Linked DNA regions of Zea mays: region 2 is linked to region 1. Evidence: chromatin contacts called from public Hi-C data. All regions are on one chromosome and are shown on one strand. Each heading gives the region's core, a stretch centred on a gene start, on an enhancer-like site or on the middle of the called end of the contact. The rest is flanking DNA. Distances are from core to core; before and after follow the strand shown.

Region 1 (5,670 bases), core at 2,858-5,357:
GGTCGGCAAAGGGAGGATTAGGGTTGAAAGAGACCCGACTCTTTGTGGGCGCCTCAACGAGGAAGTAGGACACCTTGGTGGTGTGACCGAACCTCGGGATAAATCTTGTGTCTCTTGTGTTCTTGTTCATTGTGCTTATACATGTTCTTCGTTCTCTCACCATTCCGTGAAAGATTTGTTTATATCTTTTTGGTGTGTGAATTTTGAGAAGTGTCCTTCTCAGATCTACTACTTTGAACCTTGTGGATCATTTAAAACATCTTATTTTCAAAGTTAACTGGCTAAATTTCGAGATCAATTCAATTTTACCCAGTTTGCTTCTAGTTTTTGTTGAAAAAGTTTTAACTTGCCTATTCACCCCCCTCTAGGCAACTTTCACTCTTATTCCTTTGATATATAGATTTAGGGGTTTGGCTCCACCTCCCGCGCCTTATCCGGGCCGTCCTTTTTTCTCTTCTCTCTTTTTCCTTGATAAATATTTAATCGATTTCTATGTGGTGTTCACGCAAGGATCATTGGAGAGGAATCACAAAGAGGGTCATCTCATCCCAGGTTCATGTATTTGGCCACCCTGCATCCAATTATTTTTCTCGTTTCTTTATATTTTTATTTTACTTTTTCCTGTTGTTTGGATTTAAGTTTGTACTGATGTGTGCTCCTAATTTACTGTCATACTTAAAAATGTTTGATTTTTTCTATTTAGGATTTTAGGGAGAGTATGGAGAAAGAAGTCTCGCATGCATTGTTAACTAATTGGTCTTGCATGCATTGTTAACCATTAGAGGTATTTACTTTTACCAGCATTTGTGTTGTGATAGCTATTTTTAGCCTAATGTTTCAGGTCAAAGGGCCATACTTCATAGCTATTTTCCCCTCAATGTTTCAAGTTAAAGGGCCTAAGAGTATTGGAGCACTCTATGTTACCTGCTAGGCGCCAACTATTCAAAATTTACTCTAGGGTAGTAGATAATTTTCCTTGTCGAGTTTTATTTTGGTATATGTAACTTTGTAATTAGGCCTAAGCGTATTGGAGCACTCTAAGTTAACAGGTGCTTGAAGCTGATGATGAAATTATATAGCTTGGATGAATAAACCTTTGTTGTAGTGGCATAAGGAGTTTCGAAACGGCAAGGAATTGTAAATTTGAATATTTTTCAGTGAGATGTTGAAGTTGATAATATATGTGTTTTCGTTTTTAATCTTTGTGCACTAATATTTTGTATAAAGTAGTTTGTTCACCGTTGAAACGTACGAGCACATACCTAGTTTAATAAAAAAGGGGAGGAAGCAGTCCAGCCGGGTAGGCCGCATTAAGGCCCAGTTGGTCGAGCAGCCCACCAGGCAGCACGTTTCCTAGGGCAAGTGCAGGCCACCGCTGAGATTTTGTGCTTAAGAAAGCAGAGGAGCAAGCGTACAGGGAGTTGGCTTCCTGGCGGCGGTGCTCTGCAGATGGTTGAAGGCTCGCCCGAGATCCATGGCGCCCCCGGTGCAACCGCTCCTCGAGCTCGGCTCCATAAGTATGGTGTCTTGCCCCTGTTTAGCAGATCGCCAAACATTGCCAGCCCTATGCTTCTCTATGCTGCTTGTTGTTCCATTCTCCTCAATCCATTAGGTCCCTAGTGTTCCTGTGGTTAATCGCTGGTGGTGATTGGAAGCTGGTAGAGGTGGTGTTGTTATTGTGCAGCAAGGTTCTCCTGTGCTCCGTTGATTTAACAGTGCGCCGGTTTGGTGCTTTGTCTGTTCTGATCTCTGTCCACCGTGGCCTGGTGCCTGGGCTCCCTGCTGCGTGGTGTTCGTCTTGGGCTGGTGCTGTAGACGTCTCTCACGGCCTCAGCAGCAGCTCTAGTGTCTCCGTCAACCTCTCGCTATGCAGGCCCGGACGTGGGCGGTGGAATTGGTTTTCTGGGACAGAACTTCGTGTTCGTTGAGCTGATCTTCCCACGTAGACAATCTACGTGTTGTGAGTTGTCTGTTGCTTCACTCTATTTATTGTTTAATTTTGTGCAATCTGCTAGTATTAAATACTTGGGTGTGATTGCACTATTATGGGTGGATTTGTTTGCTCAATGATAACAGCGGTGTAGTGAGACAACGTGACAGTCTGGGTTTTAGTGTGTTGTTAATTTCAGCATCAAGTACTTATTTGTGCCTAATTATATCTTTATTAGCTGAGGCTGTTTTCCTGTGTTAAATTTTGTTATTTTATTTAGTACACAGCTCCTTACTATTAATATTTATACTTGATTATTAGGCTTATTATATCTGATCTAAAACCCTGATTTGATAAGATAGGACTGTCACGTTAGTCAAGGATCTCTGATCACTATTTAGCGTTGGAGGGCTGTTTATTATAGCAACCCGCTATTTTGAGAGCAATATAAAAAGATAAACAATAATGTTTATATGATTAATCTGCCTTCTTCATCTACAAGCCATGTTTAATTTACAAATGGACCTGAGTAGCTATTTTTCATGTTTTCGTTTATTGAAATTGTTACTGTTCGTTGCTGTTATAATTACATATGACATTCATCCGAGTTATATGCATGTTTTATTCGGAATTAAAATATTTAATTTATTTAAATATGATGGAAGCATGTTATTTATTTCTCTAATTTTACAACATATAATCGTTTGGGATCGAATTAGAAAGTAAACAATCATGTTATCTTGAATATAAATTTGGTGGCTCTCATTCAACCTCTTGTCCTTCTCGCCTGCCTCATCCTTGAAGGGTGCAGGACGGACGGGACGCTCGGGGTACGTGCGTACGACACCGGCCACTTCCAAGAAAAAGGAAACTGCTCGGCCGGGGGAGCACGGCTTCAATTGCTTTGACCGATGTCGACGACGAGAGGGGGTCGGGGGTTGGTCTAAGCGGGAGGTGGACGAAGACAACGTACCGCTGTCTCCATTACTCTAATCTAATGCAGGAATGCTCACGAGGAAGTCGCCGTCACGAGCAGACGAGCTGAGGAAAACGAGCTCGGCAACTCTACAACTCCTTTTTTTTTGTTGGTTTTCTATATACCGCATGGGTTCTAGGAAGGTTCCTCGCTCCTTGTTCTTGGAGTGGACATTGGAGTCTGGAGGCAAACACCGTGATACTGATACTGGCATACTGCAGCGTGTGACAAGGCGAGCTCTGCTCCCGTCAAGCCACGCACGAGGACTCGAGGAGGCATTAGCTAGCTGCAAGCGGCTGGCTCACCGGTGACGGTGAGAGAAACCGTGAAGCAAACCAAAGCAAGGCAATGCCGGACCTTCGTGCAAGGTCAGGTGAGTGATTGACGACATTGACAGGCTTGAAAGGCCGGTTCGTCTCATCCGCTGGCCGCCGGCTGCGCCCGCTGTCCCCCTTCGCTCCTCTTCTCATGGGTCTCCCTAAAACCCTTCCTAACCCTGAATAATAAAAAAAAAACTTCATGTCCCTCCTCGCGAATGGTACAGTGTGGTATTGTGCTACTATCGCGAATTCCTCAATCAGGTCAAGCCTCTTCCTTCCTCGAATCCATGTCATCTTTGACGAATCCAAGCACTAGGAATCTAGGATCTTGCTTGGTCTCGGAGTTGGAGGCGGCTCTAATTCCTCCGCCCGATCCTCGGTTCGGTCCAACCACACACCTCCGCTGTCAGTCCCTACTGCTATTCTCTCCTTCACTCCTCGCCGAAACTGCCACGCAGGAGCACGAGGACCTCGTGAGCCCAAGCTTGAACGCTCGTTTACTTTTCGAGGTTGGTGCGGTTCTCGCAGCTGCTGATGCCGCCGCCGCCGCTTTGTTTAAGCAGCAAACCACCGCACCTGCTGTTTCTTCTCGGTCCGCTTTGATCAATCGCCTCCCTTTCTTTCTCGGTGATCGCCTTTTCCTGAGATTGAAATTTTATTTGTCGGTGGTCCGGCACTTTGGCTCCGTCTCCGTGGCCGGCCGAACAGGCGGCAGACGCAGGCAGCAGCAGCAGCAGGCGCTGGTGGTGGCGCTGGCCGTTGGCGTTGGCGTTGTGAACAAGAAATTCCTCGGGTTTCACGCGGCTCCCGTCGCTTTGGCGTTTTGGTCCCTTCCTTTTCTTCCTTTCCGCTAGTTTTCTGGTGACGGGGGGTTTTTGCGCTCTGGTTCGTGTTGGGTTTATAGGACGGCACGGCACCAGCTGAGTTCGCTTCCCCATCCCCATCCCCATCCCGCTCCCGCTTGCTCCGTGCCGTGGTCTCCGAGATCGGGGTTCCTTTCCTTGCCGATTTGATCCGCCCAGCTGGAAAACGAAAATCGCTGATGGGTTTTGGAAGGAAAGTTGTCATTTCTTGGTGAGGTTTCCGTTTCTGGATCGACTAGCTGATCGATCGTAGTATCGTACTAGCCACCATGGCGTCGTCGTGCATCCCGGCCGGCGGCATCCGGCTGCCGGACCTGGATATGGTCAAGACCGCACCGCCGCCGGCGCCGCACCGCCCGGCGGCGTCCTCCACGCTCTCGGAGGCGTCCCACTCGTCCCCAGCCTCCTCCTCGTCGGTGGCGTCGCTGTCGCTCAAGCGCCCGCGCACGCGCACGCCGCGGAAGCGGCCCAGCCAGACGTACAACGAGGCGGCGGCGTTGCTCGCGTCCATGTACCCCTCCGTATTCCCCGTCGCCAGGGGCTGGGGGGCCCCCGAGGCGGCGCCACCCCGCCTCCTCGGCCTCGCCTCCGCGCTTGGCGACGACCCGTCCTGCTCCGACCTCCTCCCTCCGTTCCCCGTTCCCGGAGGCCACGCCGCCTTCCTCCTCCGCGACCTGCCGCCGCCGCCGCCGCAGAGCCCTGCCGGCGTCGCCAAGAGCTGCCCGTCGCCCGCGGCCGTCAGCAGCGTCTTCAGCGAGTTCCGCGACCCGGCACCGTCCCCTGCAACCCCTGACGATGCTGCTGCGGCACCTGACGAGCCCGGAGAGCTCCACTTCGACGTTGACGACGGTTTCGACGCTGACTCTATTCTGTGCGGCGTCGACCAGAGCGCGGCCGAGGGCATCGACGGCATCATGGGTAAGCTCTCTATGGAAAACAGCGGGACGTCCGTGTCAAGCTCAAGCGTCAACTCCAACCTGCCCATATCCAAGATACACCCTTACCTCAGGAACCTTATGGTCCTCGGGCTGAGCTTCCGGCACGATCAGAATATCTTCAACCAAGCGCTCAAGCGCCATAGCGTCGATCATGAATGGTGGATGTGCCCTGCCATACCTGTAAAAGACATTACCCCTGCGCCGCCACCTTCAGTAGCAATGTCGAAAGTGACAGACAAGAAGACTAAGAAGTCACTGGGGACAATGTACGAGGAGGGGGTTCCTGAGTCTGTCAATGGCGACGCTGGAACTTTGGCACTGCCAGAGACAGGATTGGGGCTGAGCTTGAACACTGACGGGGTGCTCAAGGCGTGGTGCGGCAGAGGCTCTGTGTTCGCTGATAGCAATGGCTCTGACTTGCCGTTGTCTTCTGCTCATGTGGTAGTAAGTATTTCCATCTTATCTCGATATAAAAAGTTTTCCATTCCAGTTAAAAATTGAAAAATGGCTAGAGTTGTTAGAACCCTGAACTATACTTGGTCTTAGTTCATATCATCTGATAAAGAGTATTTGTTTCATTTCAGTAGAAGCACAGAACATCTGTTGTTTTATATAAGCAATGATAAGAAATCCTGGTCCGCAT
Region 2 (5,597 bases), core at 1,349-3,848, 150 kb before region 1:
TAGTGAAATCAGTCCTCACGGCTATTCCTATCTACTATCTTATTGCCCTCCAGTGTCCTAAATGGGTTATCAAAGATGTTGATAAAATTAGGAGGGGTTTTCTTTGGAAGGGACGCAAGGACGTGAAGGGCGGATATTGCTTAGTTGATTGGCAAAGGTTTTGGAGGCCACTTGGGTTAGGAGGTTTGTGAATTCATAATCTTGAGACTTTGGCGTGGTCCTTGAATATGAGATTGTTATGGTTAAAGAAAACACAGCCGGATCATCCGTGAGCTGGCTTAGAGATTCAGGTCCATCCATATGCTGCAGCACTGTTCGCTGTTTATGTTCGGTCTATTATTGGTAATGGTGCAGCAACCCTTTTTTGGAGTGACAGATGGTTGAATGTGAAGACTATAGCAGAATTTGCACCTAATTTGGCTGTTGCAGTGCCTAAGAAAATTTTCAAGACTAGATCGCTGTGTGATGCCTTGCAGCAATTTTGTTGGGTCAGTGATATCAGAGGAAATTTAACTACAGAAGCCTTCGGGGAATTTTTGGGATTTAGCTCAAGATGTGCAGCTAGAACCTGGGGTGCCCGATCAGCACTACTGGACTCCAGCAGCCTCTGGTATATATTCTTCGAAGTCTGCTTATAATTGTTTCTTTCTTGGCTCGATTGCTTTTGAATCAGCTGACCTTATTTGGAAGAATTAGGCTCCTTCGAGATGAAAAGATTTTGCTTGGCTAGCTTCCTCAAATAGATGTTGGATGACTGACCGCTTAGCATGGCAAGGATTGGAACATCCAGAACAATGCCTTCTTTGTGACCGCCGACCAGCAGGATGAAACAGCGCAACACATCTCAGTCTCTTGTGTCTTCACTAGAGAAATCTGGTTCAGCACTTTATCCACAGCAGGGCTGCATCGCCGTACCCCAAGACTTCAATGATGAAGTTTTTCAAGAATGGTGGAGGAAAGCTGAGGCAAGGTTGCCTAAATGCAAGGAAAAAGGTTTAAATTCCCTGGTTATGATTGTGGCATGGTGTGTTTGGAAGCATAGGAATGCTTGTATTTTTTAGAAGAACCCTCCTAGCACACCCAGAGTTCAGCAAGAAATTTTAGAGGAGGTCAGAGCTTGGTTTTAGGCTGGGCCTGCGGTCTTAAGAGAACTTTGGCCATAGCTGTTGGTAGTTAGTAATGCTATAAGCTTTTATCATTATGGATCCCTATAAGTATGTCAGGTTTTGGCCCCCAGGGGTGTATGTACCCTCTCTTGTATCGGTCTAGTTTGGATCCTTTCTTTTCCTTCTTAATATAAAGATGTGCAGTTCTCCTGCAAGTTAGAGAGAGAAAAAAGAAATACAGAGTATATATACAAATACAACAATTGTGTCTGAATATGAACAAATGGTACCTAAGCAAACTTGATTAACTGTTGGTCCCAGATTTGTTCAATAGTTTCTAACACTTCATTTTTTAGCGTTCTCAAATTACAATCACAACTTCACATGCTGTGATTTTGTTATCAATAATAATCAGAAAGTACCTGAAGCTCCAGGGAAGTAGAACGAAGCCAGGCGAGTTGAGACTCTCTGATCCATCCATATGTTTTAACTCCATTCACCATTTCACGATCACCGCTATCCAGGAAGTAAAGGTTAAGCAGGCTAGTATTGACCAGCTCGGATCCGAATGGCCCATGGATGCCAACATGATAATTCCCAAACCCATGTACCAAAAAACCAGGTGGGTTTACTTGAGATACCGAGTAGTCCATTAGAGACATGAAGGTCATCAGCTCCTCCCGGGTCATTGTCGACTCTTGGTCATGATTACCTAAGATGGCAGCCCATGGCACCCTGTATTCGATAGCAGGGCTGATTGCTCTGAGTAGTGATTCTGCTGCGTCAGTTGCACTGCCCCCAAATATGTTGTCCCCTGATCCAAATTGAACCAACGTGAGCGTTAAGATTAAATTACAATGCGCCCCTTTTGCTTGTATATGTAAAGGACTAAAAGGGAAACAACTTTCGTAGTCTAGGAGCACAAAAGGGCAAGTAATAGGATGTAGAAAGGAGAAGAGAGAAGCGCACCGGTGAAGGCGATGAGGTCGGGCTTCTCGGCCTCGATGACACGGCGCAGGAACCGCGTGGTGTTGAGGTCGGAGCAGCGCGCGCCGCCGCCTTCGGGGCCCACGTCCCGGCAGCGCGTGGTGGCGCCGTTGCCGAAGTGCATGTCCGCCACCTAGCAGCGGGCGTCAGAGAGCGGGATCAGGTCGTAAGCTTCCTAGACGAACGCGCGGGGGGGCGGACGGGAAGCAAGCGCGAGCGAGCGAGTGCGCGCGTGGGTGGGCTGGGCCTGGGCGAGAGGCGCGCACCTGGAGGATCTTGAAGGCGCCATCGTGGCGGAACCGGAGAGGGAGGGGCGCGGCCGCCTTGATGCGGGGCACGGCGGCGTCGGGGTCCGGGTCCAGCACGGCGGCGAGGCGGAGCAGCAGAAGCGCAAGGAGGCAGGGGATCAGCAGGGAGACGAGAGCTGCCAGGTGGGACGAGGCCATCGGTCTCTCAGCTACCTCCATGCCGAAACCGAACCGAACCAACAGGCGTGAACATGTCGCTTGTTGTTTTTTCAGGTTCAGTCTTCATATTGCCTTTGCCTGGATTGTTTTCATAGCACAGCCAGCACTGGCAGCATCACTATCATCCCCTGTCCGTCAGCTTCAATGGCTGCCATGTTCCACTACGTAAAAGAGGGCTACCGGCAATTTGACGTTTACTATGTTACCTTGTGAGTGATGACATAAAAGATGTCCTAAAATAAGATGATGGTGGTCACAGGCTACCAAGTCTTGGCCGTCCAGGTATTAGGTAAGCAACATGGCTGAATTTCGTGGCCCTGCATACGGTGCCATGAGTTTATTTATTTATTTAGTTTTGTCCGGGAACCAATTTATCGAATGATCCATAGTTATGTAACACCCCGTCTAATCCCTATAGCGGCGGTACTTACTCCTGACAGCTTTCTAAGATCATATATCGTCCCCACAAACTAACACGAGTTTTTTTGTGCACTTTGTCCTCACTCATGCGCACCCGAGAAAACTTCTCAGTCGGTTACTCATCCCAAATTGCTCCAAACCAATCACGTTTAACTTGGAGGTTCTTTAGAGATAGGCTTCCGAAAAAGAAGATGCAACTTGTTGATACGAATACTCTATTAATTCTATTAAACTTTTGGCCAGGATATCACAATTCACCCCCTTAGAAGACCGACGTCCTCGTCGGTCAACCCCAATCCAGAAACCTCCCCTCTTAGCCACGTCCGTGTGTCTAGTGTCGTCATATGCCATGCCATGTGACCACTTCAGACCCACATGCGCCATGCGCCATATACCCGAACCCTCTAGCTCACACACGCCCGTGAAACCTCGAGGGTCAGCTCTGATACCACTTGTAACACCCCGTCCAATCCTGGACCGACGGTACTTACTCCTGGCAGCTGTCGGCGTTTCGAGACAGGGGGGTCCCTAAGCCGACGAGTGAGTGTGCTGCGTGCCCCAGCCCAGATGGGTCGAGCGCGTGGGCGAGCGCGAAGGGGGGAGTGGCGAGGTGGCCGGAGTCGAGCGTGAGAGAGGTGTAAGTCCCGCGGCCTTCGTGTTCGTCCCGCGCCCAGGTCAGGTGCGCTTGCAGTAGGGGGGTTACAAGCGTCCACGCGGGTGAGGGAAGCGAGCGGCCCCAAGAGAGCGCCTGTCCCGTCCTCGGTCCCGCGCGGCCAACCTTTTCTGAGAAGGCCCTGGTCCTTCCTTTTATAGTCGTAAGGAGAGGATCCAGGTGTACAATGGGGGGTGTAGCAGAGTGCTACGTGTCTAGCGGAGGGAGAGCTAGCGCCCTAGGTACATGCCAATGTGGCAGCCGGAGAGATCTGGGCACCCTGCTGGCGTGATGTCGTGGCTGTCGGAGGTGCGGCGGAGCCTGATGGAGGGACAGCTATTGGAGCGGTCGAGTCCCTGCTGACGTTGTCCTGCTTCCGTAAGAGAGCCGGGGGCCGCCGTCGTCATAGAGCTTGTGGAGCGCCATCATTGCCCCTCTGGCGGAGCTGGCCGGATGAGACGCCGGTCTTGTTCTCCGTGACCCGAGTCGATTCGGGGTAGGATGATGATGGCGCCTCCTGTTGACGCGGCGGTCTGTGCCCTAGGCAGGGCGACGTGGGGGTTCCTCCGAAGCCGAGGTTGAGTCTGCCTTTTGTTGCCGCGGCCGAGCCCGAGCCAAGGGGTCGGGCGAGGCGGAAGTCGTTCGGCCGAGGCCAGGGCGGAGTCCGAGCCCTGGGGTCGGGCGAGGCGGAGTTTCGTCGTCTTCCGGGTCTTAGCCCGAGTCCGAGCCCTGGGGTCGGGCGGGGCGGAGTTTCGTCGTCTTCCGGGTCTTAGCCCGAGTCCGAGCCCTGGGGTCGGGCGGAGCGGAGTTCGCCGTCTTCCGGGTCTTAGCCCGAGTCCGAGCCCTGGGGTCGGGCGGAGCGGAGTTCGCCGTCTTCCGGGTCTTAGCCCGAGTCCGAGCCCTGGGGTCGGGCGGAGCGGAGTTCGCCGTCTTCCGGGTCTTAGCCCGAGTTCGAGCCCTGGGGTCGGGCGGAGCGGAGTTCGCCGTCTTCCGGGTCTTAGCTCGAGTCCGAGCCCTGGGGTCGGGCGGAGCGGAGTTCGCCGTCTTCCGGGTCTTAGCCCGAGTCCGAGCCCTGGGGTCGGGCGGAGCGGAGTTCGCCGTCTTCCGGGTCTTAGCCCGAGTCCGAGCCCTGGGGTCGGGCGGAGCGGAGTTCACCGTCTTCCGGGTCTTAGCCCGAGTTCGAGCCCTGGGGTCGGGCGGAGCGGAGTTCGCCGTGGCAAGGCCTGACTGCCTGTCAGACTCACTCTGTCGAGTGGCATTGTAGTCGGAGTGGCGCAGGCGGCGCTGTCCTTCTGTTAGAATGGCCAGTGGAGCGGTGCAGTGACGGCGGTCACTTCGGCCCTGCCGGGGGCGCGTGTCAGGATAGAGGTGTCAGGCCACCTTTGCGTTTAATGCCCCTGCAATTTGGTCAGTCGGTGTGGCGATTTAGTCAAGGTTGCTTCTGAGCGAAGCCAAGGCCTCGGGCGAGCCGGTGATGTGTCCGCCATAAAAAGGGGGCCTCGGGCGAGACGGAAGTCTCTCGAGGTCGGCTGCCTTTGGCCGAGGCTAGGCTCGGGTGAAGCGTGATCGAGTCACTCGTGTGGACTGATCCCTGACTTAATCGTGCCCATCAGGCCGTTGCAGCTTTATGCTGATGGGGGTTACCAGCTGAGAATTAGGCGTCTTGAGGGTACCCCTAATTATGGTCCCCGACAGTAGCCCCGAGCCTCGAAGGGAGTGTCAGCACTCGCTTGGAGGCTTTTGTCACACTTTTTTGCAAGGGGACCAGCCTTTCTCGGTTGCATTTCGTTCCGGTGGGTGCGCGCGAGCGCACCCGCCGGGTGTAGCCCCCGAGGCCTCGGAGGAGTGGTTACACTCCTTCGAGGTCTTAATACTTCGCTTAACGCTTCGGCTGGTCTGGTCGTTCCCTCATGCGAACTGGCCGTAGCCCGGGTGCACGGTCGGGGCCCAAGCTCTCGGGCTGGT

What was found. Hi-C and Micro-C count contacts between places; a contact is called where the count stands out from the background.
Region 2: a contact with region 1 is called in a Hi-C map of ear, with 2.6 times the contacts expected there. The contact joins the promoter of LOC100282698 here to the promoter of LOC100384273 in region 1. A contact is called at or near these places in 5 of 25 Hi-C or Micro-C datasets (bundle sheath, ear, endosperm and 2 more).

The regions. Positions count from the first base shown.
Region 1 is chr6:96,840,436-96,846,105 of Zm-B73-REFERENCE-NAM-5.0, reverse strand. It overlaps LOC100384273, which reads left to right and starts at 4,107. Exons shown (of 3, transcript NM_001176838.2): 1 at 4,107-5,471. The coding sequence starts at 4,359.
Region 2 is chr6:96,991,127-96,996,723 of Zm-B73-REFERENCE-NAM-5.0, reverse strand. It overlaps LOC100282698 (phosphatase DCR2), which reads right to left and starts at 2,598. Exons shown (of 4, transcript NM_001371881.1): 1 at 2,360-2,598; 2 at 2,076-2,226; 3 at 1,529-1,920. The coding sequence starts at 2,560.